Linked DNA regions of Mus musculus: regions 1, 2, 3, 4, 6 and 7 are each linked to region 5. Evidence: chromatin contacts called from public Hi-C, HiChIP or PLAC-seq and promoter capture Hi-C data. All regions are on one chromosome and are shown on one strand. The core of a region is the stretch at or near the end of the contact, and the rest is flanking DNA. Distances in the headings are between cores, read along the strand shown. Region 1 holds the start of Nfs1 (nitrogen fixation gene 1 (S. cerevisiae)). Region 2 holds the start of Phf20 (PHD finger protein 20). Region 3 holds the start of Cpne1 (copine I). Region 4 holds the start of Spag4 (sperm associated antigen 4). Region 5 holds the start of Trpc4ap (transient receptor potential cation channel, subfamily C, member 4 associated protein). Region 6 holds the start of 6430550D23Rik (RIKEN cDNA 6430550D23 gene). Region 7 holds the start of Pigu (phosphatidylinositol glycan anchor biosynthesis, class U).

Region 1 (2,700 bases), core at 66-2,565, 450 kb before region 5:
ACAGCTTGACAATCTCATTTGTCATTCTTAAAATGCTACTCTTCCCCACATAGGATTAGCAATGACAAGGAAAATATCTATCTAGGGTCTCTAGGACCTGTGCTGAATGCTGCATTAGTTTGTAGATGCAGAGATAATGAAGTACATGGGCAAGAAAGCAGTCGTGTTTGTGCCTCTATGGTATTTTATCATTGAGTAGCCAGTTTTCTTCTAGATAATTCCTTAGTGTTTTGTTTTGTTTAACCTAGATTGAGTCAAGCGCTGCAATTTATAAACTGCATAAAGTGTAAAATGGACATTACAGACTCGGTAACTACACTTTTTAATTTATTATTTATTATTATTATTATTTATTTTGAGACGGTTTCTCTGTGTAACAGCCCTGGCTGTCTGGAACTCACATTTATATACCAGGCTAGTATCGAACTCAGGAATCTGCCACTCCGTCCAGAGTGCTGGTGGATTTAAGGTGCTCACAGCTAATGCTCGGTGGTTAACTACAGTACTTAGCACTACAATTAAACTAGTGCTGGGTAAATAGTAATTTATAAGCACAGTATCCAAATGTGATAGCAGTTTATCTCAGAGGTAGAATATTTCACTACACCTAATTCTCATCAGGCTTGCTTCATTACATGCAGTTGGGAGTTAAAACGCCATGCAACAATAATAACCCTTCGCTAAGTAATTACGACGTGCCAGATAATGTAAATCATACTAATATGATTGGCTCTTACAAAAGTGGAGGTAAGTGTCCAGTACTCCACTAAACTCAATAACACTGAACTAACAAAGGAGTCAGAAAGCCATTTTGACTTTAGAACTCAGATCCGTAAATCCTGTGCTTTCAACCTCGTCTGAGTGGGCTCTGGAGCCCTCGGAAGGCAGGAAGTTCTGTCCGCGAGGCTCACCTGAGACAGGAGAAGGTGCCGAACAGCGCCCCGGCCGCCATACCCACTGCGCAACCCATGACGAAGCCCATCTTCACGCGGTCGAAGCAGCTGGGCTGGGACTGCCCGTAGGGACCCACGGCCACCGGCATCTGCGGCGAGAGTGCTAGGACAGTGAGGGCCTGGTCACCAGCCGTGGCGTCGGCCAGGGGACGCACAGCAGGGTCACATAGCACCCGGGTCAGAAGCCAGCCCGCGGCACGCCTCCACCACCCTCGCGATGGAGGACCCCGCACGCGCGACGCAGGCCACTGTCGGGCCCCACCTCACCTCGTTCTCCGCTGCGATCGCTCAGCTCGACGTCTCACTCCGAATGCTAGGCGGAGGGCGCTCGCGGTCCGTGGGATCGCTTCCGGAGCACAGCGCAGTTACTTCCGGGAGCATGGGCTGAGGACTTGCAAGCGCCGCGGATGGTGGGCTCTGTGGCTGGGAACATGCTGCTGCGAGCCGCTTGGAGGCGGGCGTCGTTGGCGGCTACCTCCTTGGCCCTGGGAAGGTCCTCGGTGCCCACCCGGGGACTGCGCCTGCGCGGTACGTTCCCTTTCCTTTTCGTTCCCACGGTTTCTGGAGGAGCGAACCCCCTTGGGTCGGTGCTGCTAAGCACTGCATTATTGCGGATCCTACCCGCCTTGTTCCATCGCCCAGTCTCTTAAACCTTCCCGTCGCCCGGTCTCCTATTTGTTTTCGGGAGGGCCCTTACATACTGCTCCGCACTTCCCTTGAGCGGAATTCTCATCCTTCAGTTCTCTCCTGACCAAGTCTTAAAGATGCTAGATGAGCTTCCTCCTGCCGTGAACCTTTGAAGGAACCTGCGCTTTTCACTTTTCTTCTAAATGGCTTTGCTTTTTACAGCTCGTCCCACTCGGTGCTATGTAGTTTAAACATTGCCCCCGACTGCTGCTGCCCGCGCCCTTTCCAAGAACCCTGTGTCTATTACTTAACTCGATGTCTTTCAGCGCGTGTTGTTGTTTGTTTACTTTGACACTGGACCTCCGCCTTCCTTAAATTCACCTCAAAGAAGCTTTGACCATCTGTTGTTTTGTGTGCCCTTCGTCCACGGTTTCTCACTTTGCCACTGCTATCTGTTGTTAGTTGTAGATCATGGCCCCCATTCGCCTGTTCACTCAGAGGCAGAGGCAGTGCTGCGACCTCTCTACATGGACGTACAGGCCACCACTCCTCTGGTAAGGACTAACAGAGGTTCTTTGTAGGGAGGAAAGGTTAGAAGGACAAATTTCACCGACAGGCTAAAATTCATCCGACTTGAGAACTATTAAATGTGCTAGGAAAAGGAGCTGCCAGGAATCAGGAGGCTAAGATGTTAGTTTAGTAGAAAAGGCTTTACTGTTTTTTAGCTACTGACCCTGTCAGATCCTTCCAGTACAGGCATTATAACTAATAGTAATTGCTCGGGTGTTGGAGCTGGACAGTGTGGCATGGGTAGTTTGAGTGAGCTTAAGACCAGCCTAAGCCACATAGGGAGTTTCAAACCTATGTTGTTATTTTGTTTTGTTTTTAATTTTATATATACACAAGGACACTGTAGCTATGCTCAGACACTCCAGAAGAGGGCATCAGATTCCATTACAGATGGTTGTGAGCCACCATGTGGTTGCTGGGAATTGAACTCGGGACCTCTGGGAGAGCAGTCAGTGCTCTTTAACTGCTGAGCCATCTCTCCAGCCCCCTCAAACTTTTGTTTGTTTGTTTGTTTGTTTGTTAAATGTGCCAGGCATTGGTGGCACATGCC
Region 2 (2,700 bases), core at 196-2,695, 500 kb before region 5:
AGCAGAGGGATAACTTCCTGGAATTTGCACAGGCCAAATAAATATGGCTTTCAACTAGGAAAAAAAAAAAGGAAGCTGTGGGAAAAATGGGTGGGTGGGGGGTGCACCACATTTAGGAATGAAAGGATTCAGGAGAAAAGTGTGCCAGAAGTACTTGCTGCGCCCCAAAGGTGGTCTGTTTCCTGCTAAAAGAGGCGCATCTCAAACCTTAAAGGGACACTGAAAGCAAAGATACTCTCAGATAGGAAAACAAATCCCCTCCCCCCCCCCCCCGGAGAAACAAGGTAGCTTGGAGAACTCATCAAAGAGTGCAGCCCCAAGACATACTTAAGGACACGTTAGTGAAGCCCCTTACAGATGAAACTGCAAACTATGTGCCAGAAGCATCAGGATTTGGAGAAGAGCCTGAAAGGGGTGCGCATTCCACACTAAAGGACTAAGAAAAAAAGAACTGACCCCCACATTCACTAACTTCTGAAAACATACCAGAGCTGAGGCCTGGACAGAGGTCGTCCTCCCTGGAGTTGTGGGATATAATAATAATAATAAAGTATTAGATAACTTTGGTTAGTGACCTGATTTCTGAGGAACCTACTAACGGACTGGACCCCAAATTGAAAAGGGAAAACTGTTAATTAGGTTTGAATATAGGAGTGTTCCCTCAGTATGGGGGAGCAAAGAAAAGAGAGTATGATTTCAATCCGTTTTCAGGGACGGTTAGAAATCGAGAGAAAAATCCCAAGATTAGAGATTTTAAGAGTGGAGGGACGCCCAGATTTTCCAAACTACAGAGAAAGGGGACACTCCCATATACAGGGTCGTGAGGAAAGGGTGTGCTTCCCAGATCAGGATAAGAAAGGCACTTCACGAAAACCCGTCCCCGCGGCAGAGGCAGCAGCTTAGGCCTCCCCCTATCTCGCGGACTAAGCAGGGGGTGCAGCCTCAGCACCCATCCCCACCCCCACTGCCCCGTTCCGCGCCCCGGGCCCGCACCTCGCGGCCCAGCCCCCTCGGGCCCCGCTGATTGGCCTGAGCGGCCGTCATTCCCGCGGGTAGCCGCAGTGATTGGGCGACGCTCGCACGCCCGCCACGCTCTCAGCAGCGGTCCCCGGGCCTCCCTCCGGGGCTGGGTGATCCGGGGGCCAGTCGGGGAACAGGAGTGAGCCAGGGTCCCGCAGTGGCCGGGGCGTCCGTCCCCGGTCCCGCCCGCACAGCGCGCGCGCGGCACGGGGCCTGCCCCCAACACGGCCCCAACCAGCTGGCTTCGCGTCGCCGCGCCTCGCCACGAGCTCACCTCACGGCCCCGCTCCTGCTGCGCCGCTCCAGACCAACCGACAGAAGGACTGTGCGCGCTGCGCACCACGTGACCCCGGGGACGCGCCCAGCGTATCCCCCGCCCCCCACACACACGCACCATCTCCACCGCCGAGTGACGCAGCCTCCCTACAGCCCCGCCCCGGGCCCCGCCCCTCCCGGTCGCCAGGACGACAGCGCGAGCAAGCCACGCCCACCTCCCTGAAGCGGGAACGCCGAGTCCGCACTCACCCGTGACGGCTGAGGTCACCAGAAGCATTGGCCTGGGTGCTGCCTATGTACCCTCTTAGTTCTCCTTCTAAATGGTGGAAAGTCGCCCACCTCCCTCTACCCCGTCTGTCACCACGCTCCACGGAGATCGTAGTCTTTACAGCTCACTACTTTCCCTCTTCCAATCCGCTCTTCACACGCAAGAGCTTATCAGAACGACTTGTTCCTTCTCCAGAAGAAGAGCTAAATCTTCAAGATCGATTGTCACCAGTCCGCCCTCTGTGCTCTGCCCCTATCAAGTCCTCATCTGAACCTTCTCACCTCTGCCTTTGCTCTCTCTCATCCTTAGAAAAGGATTCCAACGGGAACTGAAAAGAAAAAGCCGAATTTTGTCTCTAGGGAGCAAGGTCCAAGATGCCGCCACAACAAAAAAGAGGTTTCTCCAGTGGGACTTAGCAAGTGCTAACGAGAAGTGGTAAAATTGCTATTTACTGAGGCGATCATGCTTTGATTTGACACTGGGAGCAACCAAACTTGCACTTCTTAAATTATGTCTAATCGCATCATGTCCCTACACTACTTGTCAATCTAAGCCTTTGCTCATCTAACCACACTTGATGCTGTTTTTGTTTGTTTGTTTGTTTGTTTCTGAAACAGTTTCAATATGTGTAGCCTTGGCTAGACTGGAAATCAGTGTATAGACAGGTTTGTCTTGAACTCACAGTGATCCACATTTCTGCCCCTGACATACTGAGATTAAAGTCATTGTTCACTGTTTTCGTGTAGTGCCAGCCTGTTCTACAGAGTGAGTTCCACCACAGCCAGAGCTATACAGAGAAACCCTGTCTCAAAAAAAAAAAAAAGTCATTCTTCACACAAAAGCATAGCTCTCCAAGCAAAACATTTGCCCCCCCCCCCCAAAAAAAAAAGCCGGGCGGTGGTGGCAGCGTACACCTTTAATCCCAGTACTTGGGAGGCCAGCCTGGTCTACAGAGTGAGTTCCAGGACAGCCAGGAGTATACAAAGAAACCAAAAATAAAAAATAAAAATAAGATAAAATAAAAATTTTATTAGTAGAGCCCAGGTGTGGTGGCTCCTTTAATCCCATACATAGAAAATTCTAGGACAGCTAGGGTTATGAAGAGAAAGCCTCTCTCAAAGAGAACACTCTCTTAC
Region 3 (2,700 bases), core at 1-2,500, 420 kb before region 5:
TACTCTTTTTATATTTATTTTTATTAATGTCTCTGTGTGAGAGTTTGTACATATTAGTGTCGCTGCCTACAGAGGCCAGAGGAGGGAGTCAGATTTGAGGCTGGAGTTACAGGAGGTTGTGAGCCACTCCATGTAGCTCATAGAATTTAAGATGCCAGGAAGAGCAGTATGAGCTTTTAACCTTTGAGACATCTCTCCAGCCCCATGGCAGAAGAATATTTTCTCTTCCTTCCTTCCTTCCTTCCTTCCTTCCTTCCTTCCTTCCTTCCTTTCTTCCTTTCTCTCTCTCTCTCTCTCTCTCTCTCTCTCTCTCTCTCTCTCTCTCTCTCTCTCTCTCTCTCTCTCTCTCTCTCTTTCTTTCTTTCTTTCTTTCTTTCTTTCTTTCTTTCTTTCTTTCTTTCTGTGTGTGTTTAAGACAGGGTTTCTCTGTGTAGTGCTGGCTGGTCTCAAACTCAGAAATCTGCCTGCCTCTGCCTCCCAAGTGCGGGGATTAGAGGCTTGTGCCACCACTGCCAAGCAGGATTATTTTCTCTTTCTTTCTTTCTTTCTTTCTTTCTTTCTTTCTTTCTTTCTTTCTTTCTTTCTTTCTTTCTTTCTTTCTTTCTTTCTTTCTTTCTTTCTTTCTTTCTCTTCCTTCCTTCCTTCCTTTTTCTTTCTTTCTTTCTTTCTTTTCTTTCTCTCTCTTTCTTTCTCTTTCTTTCTTTCTTTCTTTCTTTCTTTCTTTCTTTCTTTCTTTCTTTCTTTCTTTCTTTCTTTCTTTCTTTCTTTCTTTCTTTCTTTCTTTCTTTCTTTCTTTCTTTCTTTCTTTCTTTCTTTCTTTCTTTCTTTCTTTTTTGGTTTTTCGAGACAGGGTTTCTCTGTATAGTCCTGGCTGTCCTGGAACTCACTCTGTAGCCCAGGCTGGCCTCGAACTCAGAATTCGCCTGCCTCTGCCTCCCATTTTTTTTTTTTTCAATAGTCAAAAAAAGGTTCAAGCTTTTGCTTCTTGGTGCGTTTAATCCTCAAGACAGTTCTGCAGTGAAGGCATTGTTTTTCTCCCTTCACGGGGGTCTCCAAGAGCCAAAGGAGCCTGTACTTTAAAAGCTCTGCAAGGAACCTTGGACAATAGCTTCAGGTCTGACTTTGCAAACAGCTACTAAAATACCGGGTTCACCACAAATACCTGCAACTTCCGAGCTTTTGCCCCCACCCCAAATCCTCAGCGCGCCTGCGTCTCCCATCAGGTGACGTCGGCAGCGGCGCCCCGCCTACTCCGGGAACGCGGAGCGCCGGAGCGGGCGGGCGGCCATTTTGTGAAGCGGCTGTGGAGGTGTTGGCTGCAGTGGGCTCCGGGAAAGCCGTTCGGGCTGGGGCTGTCGGCCGCAGGGCTGAGGCACTCGCGCGGGGGGTAACTCGGGTCTGGGTTCTGGTGCCGCGCAAGCTCTCCCCGGTAAGACTCCCGCAGCCCCGGAACGGGCGGGGCTGTGCGGGGCTCGAGCCGCCTCCTTGGTGCCTCGGGGCGGGGCCTTCCCAGGCCTCGGAGCCCGCGGCCGCGAGCGCCCAACACAAAGGGTCGCGGCGGGGCTGCGGGGGTCCTGGGGCGCCGCTCACGCTCCGGGGCCTCCGAGGATGCGAAAGGTGGAGTCTGCGTGCCGAAGTGGGAGCAGGGCCTTAGCGGGGATGCCCGGTGGTCCTGAGAGGGGAAGCGGCCAGCATCGGGTGGCCTCGCGGCCTGCGAACTACCGGGTCGGGGGGGGGGGGATTGCGATGAAAACGCCTGCACGCTTAGTGGGGAAGGCTTCGTTGGCTTTAAGCGGGAACGAGGTTTTAACTCTCACCTCTGCCCCGAAGTGAAGAGGTCCTAGTGGCCTATGACCTGCAAAAGTGGACTACACTAGGGACATTCCTATGGGGAGGAAAGGTGTCCTGGGAGGCTGGGAACCGGTCGCTTTTAGGGCCTGGAGGTGCAGGGATTGCAGTGTATAGCTTCCTAGGTCTAGCGCTGAGGAGGGGCTTCCTAAGTGTAGGTGATTGGAGCCGCCCTGTAGGTCGGAGAGGCTTGAAGAATTGTAGCTAGGATGGCTGGTCCTTGATTCCCAACTAGGGGAGGGGCTGCTATCTGCAGCACCTTTGGGAGTTGGAGGAAGGAGGGTGGGTGTCTTAGATAGCTTACTTACTGTCTGAAGGTTGGCGGCGCCACTTTGCAGCCGCGTAAAATAGAAGGAAAGGCATTTTAAAGATCTACAGGTTAGTATTGGGGTATGGACTAACGTAGCAGGTTGGAGTGCCCGTGTTAGTAAGCGAGTTAGTAACCTAAGTGTGTGTTTTATTGGAAGTTCTAAGGAGTCCCCTGTGGTTTATTCAAGTGCTAAAGATCCATTCATTCTGGTAGATAAAGTTGCGAATTACAGGCTGTGTTGCAGAAGTATTCTGGGTCCTAAAGCCTTCTTGGCTCCTAGATTCCGAGATGACTGAGTGTGTGCAGTTGGCAGAAACCATTTTATTGTGTACGTTAAGATTTAAGTTGATGCGAATCTTATTATATGACTTGGTGGGAAAAAACTAGGATGGATGGCAACTCAAGGGAGAGACTATTTCTTTCAGGGCTTTTTGGATAGTTTGAGCTGTAATTTTTGGTGAACTTCAGTCTTAGAAACAAAAATTGTCCGGGACCTTGTTAACCATTGTATACTGTTAAAATGTTAAAGAGCGTTTGCAGTT
Region 4 (2,700 bases), core at 22-2,521, 370 kb before region 5:
GCCGGGGTGGGGACTGGGGTGGTGCGGAGGACAAGAGTCTGGGGCTCAGGAGGCAAGGGTCGTTTGGGGAAATGAGCTGAGGCTGGACACTAGGGCACAGGCTCGAGGAGGAGAACTGGGAACAGGGGCGGGGGTCCGAGAGCAGAGGTCAAAGGGCATCTGGGCTGGTTTCTCTGACTCAGACTCAGCAGAAATGGGGTTCTGAGTGCCAAGGTCAGAGGGGATGGGGCTGGCCTGGCTCGTACTCAGGAAGCTCTTGGACACCCTCGGGGTAGGCATCTCCTGCCTCAGATCCAGGATCGGGAGAAGGTTGAGTTGTTCCTCCAAAACTACAGAAGATCCAGACGGTTCTGCAAGAGCCCAGGGCACCATTGAGGTTTTGTGCACCACAGGCCCGCTCTTCCCCTCGGGGCCCGGGCGCAGGCTCCTGACCCTAGTGCCAAACAGCTGGGCAGCCTCTCAAACAGGCTTTTAGTCCAGGCCTTTGCCCCAGGTCACACTCCCTGCACACGCCCAGACCCGGAGCTGGAGAGTCTCAATCAGTGGAAACCGCCCCCCAGTCTGAGTCCCCGTGCGGCCGGACTAGGGTCACACTCACGCCGGCCCTGCGGCACCTCCTCAGCCATGCCCAGGCACAGGATTTCCTCCGCCCCCTCCCGGGACCGGCCATGGCACCGAGCTCGCCCCCGAGGGACACGTGTCGAGCACGTCCCCTCGTGAGCCAGGTCGGGGCTTCTGCACCCAGGTCCGCGCCGGGCCCCGCCCCCGAGCCCGCCCCGCCCTCTCGCCCCCGGGTTCGACCCCGCCCGCACCCGAGGCCCCGCCCCTCACGGTTGCCGCGCCACAGGCGGTCTGCCCATTGTGGCTCCGAGGCGCCAGCTTCGGCCGAGAGCTTCCTGCCCATGTGTCTCCTCCGGGCATTCCTGGGCTTAAGGCGGGCTCACCACAGCTCGAGCCCCGGGCCCTTCTGCCCTCGGGCTCCCCGAGCTCCGGCCCAGCGGACCGGCGCCCATTGCTGTCCCCCGAAGTCGCGCTGTGGGAACTATTGCTGTTCTCGCTGTAGAAGTTGGGTGTGTGATTATGAGAGGATGCGGCCGAGCCTGAGCGGGGGCTCCGCCGCATCCTGACCTGGGCTACCCCTCTGGGAAGCCGAAGTCGCCGCAGCCAAAGCCCTCGGCCCTTCCTCAGCTGCCTCGCGCCGCAGGGTAGCACCCTGCGTGAGCCCCGCGGCGGCTCGGCCGACCCTCCCGCTGCTGTGCTGTTGTCACCGTCACAGAGGAGCCGCGTCACAGAGCGCCCGTGACGTCACTGGGAGCCAGCAGCCCATCCCCCTTTCCTGATACATTTTTGTTCATGGTTTGGGTGTGTGTGTGTGTGTGTGTGTGTCCATCCAGAAGTTGATCTCTGCTGCTGTCTTCTCCTGCTCCCCACCTTAGCTTTCGAGATAGATTCTCTCTTTCTGAACCTGGGGCTCACTTTTTTGTTTTGTTTTTTCAACTAGGCCCCAGCGGTTCTCAATCTTCCTAATGCTGCGACCTTTAAATACAGTTCCTCATGTTGGGTGACCTCCAACCATAAAATTATTCTCATTGTTATTTCATAACTATATTTTTGTTGGACTGGAAAGGTGGCTCAGCGGTTAAGAGCACTCACTGCTCTTCCAGTGGTCCTGAGTTCAATTCCCAGCAACCACATGGTGGCTCACAACCATCTGTAATGGGATCCGATGCCCTTTTCTGGTGTGTCTGAAGACAGCAACTGTGTACTCATATACATAAAATAAATAAGTCTTTAAAAGAAAACCTGTAATTTTGCTACTGTTATGAATAAACTTTTGGAGATAGAGGTTTGCAAAGGAGGTCCCGACCCACAGTTTGAGAACCATTGAACGAGGGCTGGGACGACTCCATGGTTCCACTTGTCCCTACTCCCACAGAGCTTCAGTGACAGGCAAGTACCACAGCACCCTCTGTTTATGTGGATTCGGGGTTTACAAGCAAGTCCTCATGCTTAGGCAGCAAGCGTGAGGTTTATCCACTGGGCCATCTCAACTCCTCCTCTCTGTTCTGAGTCACGGTCTCTTACAAGTTTGACTAGAGAGCTAACCAACGGGTCCTAGGGATTCTGCTGTTTCTCTCTCTTCAGAGTCGGGATCACAGTCCCCTGAGCTCTGGTCTGTCGCTTTTTACCTACAGTGCTGGGTATCTGCACATGGGTCCCCGGGCTTCCGCACATTTTATTGATTATGACATTGCCCCAATCTCCTATGTAATTTAGACAAGAGGTTTTGCTTTGATTCTTTTGCTAGCCTGGTACTGGATATATAACCCAGGATGGTCCCGAGTCAGGACCATACTCCCGGTACAGTCTCCCAAGCCTGAGACTATGGGCATGTCATCATGTCCATCATGACCAGCTACAATGGCACCTAGATTTTGTTCACTTCTGTATCCTGCAGTACCTAGACGGGTCTAGCCTGGTAAGTGCCCTAGTATTTAGGGAAGCAGTAAATATTAGGAAGGAACAGAGCATCATCCAACACACTAAAACATTTATTATGGCCCCTCCTATTCACTTTTAAAACAGAGTCTCACTATGCAGCCAAAGCCAGTCTGGAGCTCAGATCTGCCTGCCTCCCCCACCTCCCAAGCTCTGAGGTAAAGGCATGTACCACAACTCCCAGCTGAGAGAGAGACAGAG
Region 5 (2,700 bases), core at 197-2,696:
AGTTCGAGGCCAGCCTGGTCTACAGAGTGAGTTCTAGGACAGCCAGGGCTACACAGAGAAACCCTGTCTTGAAAAACAAAAACAAAAAAACCCCAAAACAACAAAAAAAATTACATTTAAAGTGTGTGTGTGTGAGAGAGAGAGAGAGGGAGAGGGAGAGGGAGAGGGAGAGGGAGAGGGAGAGGGAGAGGGAGAGGGAGAGGGAGAGGGAGAGGGAGAGGGAGAGGGAGAGAGAGATTGATTAGAGGGCAGTTTGGAGGAATTATTTTCTCCTTTCACCAACATGGGTTCATTGGACCCAACAACTTAGGTCGTCAGTTTTGGCAGCCAGTGCTTCTACCCACTGACTCATCTCTCCTTATCCTATTTTCTTTGTCTTAAACCAGGTCACCAGGCAGTGATCTGCTGGAGCGAGTGGGAGCCACACCTTGCAAGTAGCATGCAGATGTCAGTCACAGTCTAGTTTGCCTTGGCAGCGATCTCAAATGCCTGCTGTTGTTCCACTGCAAGTTACTTATTACATCATTTCACTTTTTAAGGACTTTTGGTTTGGGCAACAAATTATAGCCACCTTAGTTACAAGTAGCAAACTTCATGGCATCCTAATTTGGCACACTCAACTTATTTTTGTTACAAGATAGCCTCCTAGAAGAGAAAGTGGGGAGAGTCAGCACCACCCTGCTTCCGAGGTTTGTCGGAGCCAGTGAATTCAGTTCTACTTGCGGGGAAAATGAGGGCAATATTCTATTTGATAGGGGATACAGTTTGCCAAATAAATAACTACATTTGTTTGTGTGGATTAGCTGTGGTCCCCTGAAACCCTCGTCCCCTAACAGGGCCCTCTGCTGTTCTGCTTATCACCTCGCCCTCCACCTCACCTATATATTCAGTATGAGGAGTACAGCTGGTGCCTTTAGGAACTATTTTTTGACATCTATCTGTAAATGAAATATTTTTCGCCATTTTCTTCGAATAAGCAATAGCATTGATGGTCCTTTACGTCTCATTTACATAAAGCACATATTTGTTAATTGTAATAAAAATATTAGTTGACTAGTCTGGCTCCCAGGACCTAAATATTGAATGGACTGAGGGCTAGGGGTAATGTGTAGTGACTTGGCTAAAGTCAATTGTAAAAGGAAGGGGACACGTGTCAAGTGTCAACTCTGGCCTAGGGCCTAGAATTTTTCCCTGGACACTGGGCTTGCATCATTTCCAGCTAGCGAAAATTTTGAGAGCTTGTGCACATAGTGACTGGTTTTCCACTTGGAGCAACCTCGAAGAAATGCTGGAGGTATCCCACTCAGCAAACTGGAGGGCCAGGAAGAGCCACATCTCAGCTACCTGCTCCCCCTCGGTAAAGACTACAGTTCCCATAAGGCGTCGGGGCACGCACAGTCCCTGCCACGCGGCTTGCACCTCCGCGTCAGTCCACTAGGGGCGATGTAGAGAGTCCTCCGCCGCCCCGTAGAAATCGACACGGCTCCGGGACCGCTTGCTTCCTGTTTGTCGGACGAGGAGACATGGCGGCAGCGCCCGCAGCGGCTGGAGCTGGGGCCAGCCGGGGGAGGCGGTTGGCAGCTACCGCGGCGGCGTGGGGCGGCTGGGGAGGTCGACCGCGGCCGGGTAACATCCTGCTGCAGCTGCGGCAGGGCCAGCTCACCGGCCGAGGCCTGGTCCGGGCGGTGCAGGTACGAGGCCGGCCCGGAGGGGCGGGGCGGGGCGGGCCAGGCTGGAGCTGGCCAGGGGCCGGGGAAGAGGCCTTTCCAGGCCGCTGCGGACCGTCCAGATCCCCCTTGGCTGGCCGCGGCGCTGTCCTGTGTGCGGTCCGGACGCTGTCAGCCGCGTTGGGACGGAGGGCAGTGGCCAGCTTGGAGGCCTGCGGGTCTGGGCCGAGTGGAGTCGAGCTGCCTGGGGTATTGATGGCGCGTCTAAGCCCTGGGCCGAGTTTCTAGATCCTCATTTCCCTGCGCCACGTCTGCGTGTCTGGAGGACCTTGGCGAGTTGGCTTCATCTTCTACTGGTCTCGTGTTTGCCCCTTGTGAGCAGGACGGGGTCCTCTTCACTGCAGCGCCCCCCCGCCCCCAAACGGTTCCCAAGCTTATGATAAATGTCATCTTCCCAGAGGCCTCAACGTTCCTCCTCCTTTTCTAAAGTAGGCCCCCCGGTTGTTATTCTATCAGATCACCCAATTCGTTTTCTGATGCTCTATTTTCTTTGCCTGTAATTGCATATTTCTTTGTTGTCTGCCCTTTCACGCCTGTATCTCACATTAGGCTGAGCTCCAACGGGTGCAGAAGACTCTTTTACTAGCGTAGGGATACATGCTTTGGGGGAAGAACTTTAGTTCAAAGCCCTATTCTCTTTCTCCCTCGGGCAAGTTACCTTTCAGGGCCGTTGTTTACTCATTTAATTCACCCTTTAAGGCTATTGTCAAATTCAGAGGAGATAGATGTGTCAAGTGTTAGTGTATTTCAGGTGCATATAAGGGCTGAAGGGTAATCAGTTATTGTTCTGTTTAGTGTCTAGCTTATTAAGTGTAATGATTGATGTCCTATACATGTGGTGGTGTAGGGTGTGTGTCTGTGTGTTGCGGGGGAGGGGGGTGTATAGGGCACAACCTTAGAATAAATAGATGAGGATAGGTGACTCCTCTCACTTTTTCTTCTTTCTCCCAGGTGATCCCAGAACTTACTTTGA
Region 6 (2,808 bases), core at 265-2,764, 310 kb before region 5:
CCTTAGAACCTGCATTTTAAAAAGATGGGTGCATGCCGGGCGTGGTGGCACACGCCTTTATTCCCAGTATTTGGGAGGCAGAGGCAGAGGCAAAGGCAAGTGGATTTCTGAGTTTGAGGCCAGCCTGGTCTACAGAGTGAGTTCCAGGACAGCCAGGGCTACACAGAGAAACCCTGTCTCAAAGAAAGAAAGAAAAAAAAAAAAAAGATGTGTGCAAGGGCTTGAGAGATGACTCAAAAGTTAAGCGTATGGCTGTCCTTTCAGAGGATCATTCCCCAGAACCCATCAGGTGGCCCCCAACCATCAGAAACTCCAGTTCTGCAAAATCTGAGCCCTCTTCTGGCCTTTATGGGTACTGCATGCACACGGTGCACATGTATACATACAGGCAGACCATACTTACCAGCTTGTGTGGGAGCTCTGTATAGGGAGCCTGGTAGCTGATGCACACCATAGCACCAGAATGACACCCCCAGCTCTCAGCAACTTCATGGGGACGGCTGTAAACAAGCTGCAGACCTTCCGGGTCAAGACAAACCTCTTCAAGCTGCAGGATCAAACTCAGGTCATCAGCTGGGGTGGCAAGGGCTTTCGCCAGCAAATCATCTCACTGACCCTTCTAACTGCTTTTAAGTTAATTATCATTTCTGGGAACTGGGAGTAGCCCTGGCTGGCCTAGAACTCCATATGTAGACCAGGCTGGTCTCAAACTCACAGGGATCTACCTGCTGCTGCCTCCTAAGTGCTGAGGGTAAAGGCTACACCACCATATCAGGCTGGAAATTGGTTTTTAACAAATAGAGATGGACTTATCATTCTTATCTCAAGATGAAGTACACTGTTTTGTTTTGTTTTGACCAAGACAGGATTTCTCTGTATAGCCCTGGTTGTCCTGGAACTTGTTCTGTAGACCAGGCTGGCCTTGAACTTATGGGATCTCCCTGCCTCTGCCTTCCAAGTGCTGTAATTAAAGGCATGTGCCACCACTGCCCATCTGTTTTTGTTTTTATATGAATTTATGTATATATATATATCAGATCTGGGTCTTGTTTAATTACTCATGTAAAAAATAACCATTCTAATGGAAAAGAAGTTTAGCCTAGTGGTTTTGCAGGGAGAGTTGTTAAGGATCTTGCTTTTGTTTTTATCTGGCTATTTTGAGTAAATGAAAACATTCTTGAGGGCTATTGAGGTAACTTGGTGACTAAGCTGGACAATTCCTAGAACCCACATGGTGGTTCTATGACTACCACATACATGAACCATGGCCTGAATGCCCACACACACATGCACAGATACACTAAGTAAATCTGACACAATTTAGAAAGCTCTTTCCAGTTGCTTCCTTTATCATAGTCTGTTATATAAATATATATTAGGGGCTGTAGAGAGCTGTCATAACATAAATCTAGAAAAAAATAAATAAGAGAAAGGGTCATGACAATATCCAATACTCTGTGTTGATTTAAAAGAATTTAGGGGAGAGAGTAAGAATTCTGGAGGATCACAGTGAAACCATGGCAGCGGGGGATGGTGGGGTCGCTGGCAGGCAGAACCATCTTGGAATGCTTGGCTTCTGGGGGAAACTACACAGGTTCAGGTCAGCAATCTCAGATACCTAATTGAAGAGAGATGAGGACACTGTGGCCCTGGGCTCTCACTTTCAGTACTAAAGAGCCTGATGACTGTCCCCTGTAGGGTACAGGACAGTGGTCACAGTGTGGACTCTGATATAATGAGTGGCGCTGACAGCCAGTCTTTCTGCAGGGAGCACTCAGGACACTCTGTGCTAGCATCTTCACTAGGCCCAGTCAGAATCCTCCCTGGGGGTGAGAAAATGGACAGGAGGGGTACATTGGAGCTGAAGGGAAGGCTGGGGAGCTGTGGAGGCCAGCATGAGGGGATGCTCATGCTGTCTCGTGCTGTCCGTGGCCTCAGCCCCCATGTCCTTTCAGGTGAAGAAGCCAGTCTGTTCCCTGCCACATGAGCCACTGCCTGGGCAGACATGGAGCACTGCTGGGTCTTCTGGGGGCTTGTCTTGTGGATGATTGCTCCCTGCCTGTACCTGACACATGAATTGGCACCCCAGCAGGGATGGACATACATGGTACCACAGCAATGTAACTGGTTCTGCTTCAAATTTGGAAAGCGTGGCTGCCCTTCAAAAAGCCCCAACTGTTCCACCTGCCACCACACAGCTGGGGAAGCATGTTATGAGAAGTTCATGGGATACTGGAGGACAAAAGCTCTCTGGTGGCTGGTCAGTTGTTAGCACCCAGACCTGTGCTATTGGCTTCACTCCCCAGGCCCAGTCCCCCATCCTCTGGTCCAAACCCTTTCTCTTGGCTACTGCTTACCTTTCCCCTCCCCAACCTCGGCCCATGGTCTCTCCTCCTGCTCCCCAGAACTGATGGTTGGTGCCAGAATCCCCACCTTGTCTTTGTGCTGTTACCAGGGCATGAACTCAGTGAGCGAGCATGGGACAGTGTGGAAGAAGCCATCTGGAGTGACTCCCAATTCCCTCCTGCACCATTTTGATTTCCACTGTGTGTCCTGTGCCATGCTGGGGAATTCTGGCTTCAGCAATATCAACCAATTATTCTACATGGCTTTCAGGTGGGTACTGGGAAGGTAGTAGGGTCCAGGTTGGTCTTGTCCCAGATTCAGTCAGTTTCTGCCTTTGTTCCAAGGACGAATCAGGCCTCCAACCACAGCTCCGAGGCAGAGATGAGGAGCCAAACAGCAGGACCCTTCATCTGTCCCAGGAATGCCAGTCACCAGGGTTTCTGGGGGCAGTACTGGTTATTG
Region 7 (2,858 bases), core at 203-2,702, 330 kb after region 5:
GATGTTCTTCTCCTCCTTGGCCCACACTCAGTTTTTCGCTGATCCTCTTATCCTTTTGGTTGTGAGCCTAGCCTTTGAGGGCTGAGCCTTCTCTCCGGCTGTCTTTCCTGATTCTCATTTATATTTGTTGTTTCCTGACTCCGAGGCTGTCCCCTCTGCTTGGAAACCATGAGAAGGCATCCTGCCGTTCTCATCTAAAATGTCACCCTGTTCTGTCACCAGCATTCCTCCCTTCCCCATGGATATTCTCAATTATGCATTTTATTTTATTTTATTTTATTTTTCTAAAAATATAGTTTTTCCTTTTTAACTGGGGTACAGTATGATAACCCAATACAGTATACAAGTAATCATAGGGTAACTGACATATGACTTCAAACATTACTGTGCTAGGAAAAATCAAAAACCTCTACTCCCTATTTTGAAGTATTCAATACTTTTTGTTAACCATGGTCATACAATCGATGCACTGTTCCATTTTCTTCATGGATATAAAAATTTCTTGCATAATTAATTATTATAGCTAATTTTAAAGCACCCATGTAGCACTTTTCATACATAACGACTGTTGGCGCTTATCAACGGGCTCTGTTGGCGCTTATCAACGGGCTCTCCAAACCCCTGACTTGTTATGTTTGCTTATCTCTGAGCTGTACACACTCCCACCTGGAGGGATTTCAAGCTACCAACCTGAACTGAGAAAAGCAAAACTGCATCCTACACAGAATTTGCTGCAGTACATGTCCTGGTTATTATTCTCAACTTCACACAATCTAAGGTCATTTTGGAAGAGGAAACCTCAGTTGAAAAATTGCCTTCCATCAGATTGGTCTGTGAGAAATTGTCTTGATTTTGAAAAATTGATTGATGTGAGAGGGCCCAGTTCATTGTCGGAGGAGGAAGCATCCCTGGGCAGGTGTGCTGGTGTTGTGCATGAAAGCTGTTTGAGCATGAGCAGAAGAGAAAGTCTATAAAAGCAGGGTTCTTCCGCGGTTTTAGCCTCAAGCTCCTGCCTTGAGTTCCTGCTCTGACTCCCTCGGTTAAATAACTTGCTGAAGGTCGCAAAGCTAATAATTAACCACTCCAAAGTGTTTCCTCGCCACACAATATAGTGCCTTGAGGATGGTTGGCGCTCAGTAAATACGAGTGTCGCACTTTTTAAAAATATAAAGGTAAACATTTTAACATTAAAATATTCACACGAGTGAAATTATTTCTTTAAATTTTGCTCACGATCTCAGTAAAATAGGTACAATATTTCTTCACTTCTCTTGCTTGATCAGAGGCGTAGTCCAAACCTTTGCAAAAAGTTTGACACATCCCACTTTCCGTCGACTCGCCGCAGGGCTTTCTGGGAATGGTAGTCCTAAAGTCTGTGTGCTCCAGCAACAGCCACGGCACTCGTTCCACGGAGGTACTACAGTGTGGCGCGCAAGTCTTGAGGCTCTTCCGCATTGCCTGCGCGCCCGCCTCAGTTATCATGGCGGCTCCCTTGGCCCTGGTGCTTGTGGTGGCCGTGACCGTGAGGGCGGCCTTGTTTCGCTCCAGTTTGGCCGAGTTCATTTCCGAGAGGGTGGAGGTGGTGTCCCCACTGAGCTCTTGGAAGAGAGGTGAGGCCACTGACTAGAGTAGGGCGGTCGGCGCTCTGCCAGCCTGTGAATTGAATTGGAGGTGGAGGAGGTGGACACAAGCGCACGGTTCTGTGGAGACTGACCCGCGTCTGGGGGTTCTTTTCGAGCTGAGGGCGGAGCTTTGGTGTGGAGGATGGGGTGTGGAGGAGATGTGGAGTGTGAGCCCCACTACCCTAGGGATGGGTATCCGAGGGGGCGTGTCCCAGTATCCCGAGTCAGGCGGCGGGATCCGCGGAAGGATGGATATCCGAGGGTGATGTGTGCATTGGGACTTGTGAAGTGTTAGCTTTTGACAGTGAGATTGCTGGGGGTGTTCCACCGAGTAGCAGATAGCCGAGCCGGTGACCAGGACCAAGGTAACCAGTGCCTTTGTAAGAAAGGCAGCTGTGTACTTCAGTCACCTATGCCCAATCTAGGATTCCTCGTGAAGTTTTTCTTAGTTTGCTTTTTAAATATATGTATGTATGTGTGTGTGTGTGTGTGTGTGTGTGTGTATTAAACCCTATTGCATACTATCGCCTCCAAGAAGACAGAGATTGAGCTGAAGGAGCCACAGGACAGTAGAGGAGACGAACAAGTTTCTATAGTCACTTCCTTAGTGTCTGACCCTGAGTAAACTGCCTTCCCTTTTCCGGAATGAATGAATGAAGGACCAGGTTTGGGAAAAGATTAGAAAAAAGAGGACTTTAAGGTTGCAAAGGATCAAGAAATACCCGAGGTTGTGAAATATTCAGAGCAGAAAAAGATGTGGGTTAGGTTGGGGCTACAGTTTGATTTATTTATTTATTTATTTATTTATTTATTGTCATTATTACTTGTGTGTGTATGGGCGGGGGTTGTGTGTGCTTGTGGTGTGTGTTCAGAAGCCAAAGGAGGATGTCTGGTGTCTTTCTGTATTACTCTACCCTTTATTTCCTAAGATGGGGTCTACTTGAACTTGAAGCTATTTCAATTGGGCTGTATGCCCCCACCCCCGGGGGTTTCTGCCGGTCTCCACTCCTACAATCCTCCCAATGCTGGAGTTACAGGCATCTCAGGCAATGGTTATTTTGGGTCTTTTGACAGGGGTGCTGGGAATTTAGATTCAGATCTTCATGTTTGCACATTGAGTGCTCTTATCCCCTGAACCATCTGTCTAGATCAAGTTTAAGTCTTTAAACAAAACAGAACCTACATACATATATACATACATACATACATACATATATACACACATACATATATACA

Evidence for each region. Promoter capture Hi-C pulls out the DNA fragments that hold promoters and counts their contacts. Hi-C and Micro-C count contacts between places; a contact is called where the count stands out from the background. HiChIP or PLAC-seq counts read pairs in DNA pulled down with a chosen protein or histone mark.
Region 1: an HNF4G HiChIP or PLAC-seq map of pancreatic cancer cells shows a contact between it and region 5. The contact joins the promoter of Nfs1 here to the promoter of Trpc4ap in region 5. A contact is called at or near these places in 1 of 39 promoter capture datasets (pre-B cells), 1 of 484 Hi-C or Micro-C datasets (pro-B cells) and 1 of 115 datasets of contacts at active chromatin or transcription factors (pancreatic cancer cells).
Region 2: a promoter capture Hi-C map of cranial neural crest shows a contact between it and region 5. The contact joins the promoter of Phf20 here to the promoter of Trpc4ap in region 5. A contact is called at or near these places in 4 of 39 promoter capture datasets (the 3T3-L1 cell line, 3T3-L1-derived adipocytes, cranial neural crest and 1 more) and 3 of 115 datasets of contacts at active chromatin or transcription factors (memory CD8 T cells, microglia and pancreatic cancer cells).
Region 3: a contact with region 5 is called in a Hi-C map of LSK cells, with 6 times the contacts expected there. The contact joins the promoter of Cpne1 here to the promoter of Trpc4ap in region 5. A contact is called at or near these places in 2 of 39 promoter capture datasets (both in liver), 1 of 484 Hi-C or Micro-C datasets (LSK cells), 2 of 115 datasets of contacts at active chromatin or transcription factors (memory CD8 T cells and microglia) and 1 of 9 other capture datasets (pancreatic islet).
Region 4: a contact with region 5 is called in a promoter capture Hi-C map of liver, with 2.9 times the contacts expected there. The contact joins the promoter of Spag4 here to the promoter of Trpc4ap in region 5. A contact is called at or near these places in 2 of 39 promoter capture datasets (both in liver), 1 of 484 Hi-C or Micro-C datasets (embryonic stem cells), 2 of 115 datasets of contacts at active chromatin or transcription factors (memory CD8 T cells and pancreatic cancer cells) and 1 of 9 other capture datasets (adipose tissue).
Region 6: a promoter capture Hi-C map of fetal liver shows a contact between it and region 5, with 2.4 times the contacts expected there. The contact joins the promoter of 6430550D23Rik here to the promoter of Trpc4ap in region 5. A contact is called at or near these places in 3 of 39 promoter capture datasets (embryonic stem cells, fetal liver and stem cell-derived epiblast-like cells) and 1 of 9 other capture datasets (pancreatic islet).
Region 7: a contact with region 5 is called in an H3K27ac HiChIP or PLAC-seq map of microglia, with 4 times the contacts expected there. The contact joins the promoter of Pigu here to the promoter of Trpc4ap in region 5. A contact is called at or near these places in 1 of 484 Hi-C or Micro-C datasets (LSK cells) and 5 of 115 datasets of contacts at active chromatin or transcription factors (bone marrow-derived macrophages, effector CD8 T cells, embryonic stem cells and 2 more).

What each region holds. Positions count from the first base shown.
Region 1 is chr2:156,142,801-156,145,500 of GRCm38.p6, reverse strand. It overlaps Nfs1 (nitrogen fixation gene 1 (S. cerevisiae)), which reads left to right and starts at 1,315. Exons shown (of 13, transcript NM_010911.2): 1 at 1,315-1,481; 2 at 2,043-2,134. The coding sequence starts at 1,361. Romo1 (reactive oxygen species modulator 1) reads right to left here and starts at 1,348. Exons shown (of 3, transcript NM_001164216.1): 1 at 1,221-1,348; 2 at 912-1,042. The coding sequence starts at 1,042.
Region 2 is chr2:156,195,392-156,198,091 of GRCm38.p6, reverse strand. Phf20 (PHD finger protein 20) reads right to left here and starts at 1,445. Exons shown (of 18, transcript NM_172674.2): 1 at 1,295-1,445.
Region 3 is chr2:156,110,515-156,113,214 of GRCm38.p6, reverse strand. Cpne1 (copine I) reads left to right here and starts at 1,250. Exons shown (of 16, transcript NM_170590.3): 1 at 1,250-1,429. It overlaps Rbm12 (RNA binding motif protein 12), which reads left to right and starts at 1,250. Exons shown (of 3, transcript NM_029397.3): 1 at 1,250-1,429.
Region 4 is chr2:156,063,784-156,066,483 of GRCm38.p6, reverse strand. It overlaps Spag4 (sperm associated antigen 4), which reads right to left and starts at 1,271. Exons shown (of 12, transcript NM_139151.4): 1 at 813-1,271; 2 at 246-350. The coding sequence starts at 1,122. It overlaps Gm39970 (a long non-coding RNA gene), which reads left to right and starts at 1,870. Exons shown (of 3, transcript XR_866890.1): 1 at 1,870-2,479.
Region 5 is chr2:155,691,130-155,693,829 of GRCm38.p6, reverse strand. Trpc4ap (transient receptor potential cation channel, subfamily C, member 4 associated protein) reads left to right here and starts at 1,446. Exons shown (of 19, transcript NM_001163452.1): 1 at 1,446-1,691. The coding sequence starts at 1,524.
Region 6 is chr2:156,003,133-156,005,940 of GRCm38.p6, reverse strand. 6430550D23Rik (RIKEN cDNA 6430550D23 gene) reads left to right here and starts at 1,514. Exons shown (of 6, transcript NM_001145351.1): 1 at 1,514-1,600; 2 at 1,956-2,260; 3 at 2,456-2,616; 4 at 2,691-2,808. The coding sequence starts at 2,006.
Region 7 is chr2:155,356,018-155,358,875 of GRCm38.p6, reverse strand. Pigu (phosphatidylinositol glycan anchor biosynthesis, class U) reads left to right here and starts at 1,452. Exons shown (of 12, transcript NM_001004721.1): 1 at 1,452-1,610. The coding sequence starts at 1,481. It overlaps Mir695 (microRNA 695), which reads right to left and starts at 2,059; the gene lies at 1,951-2,059.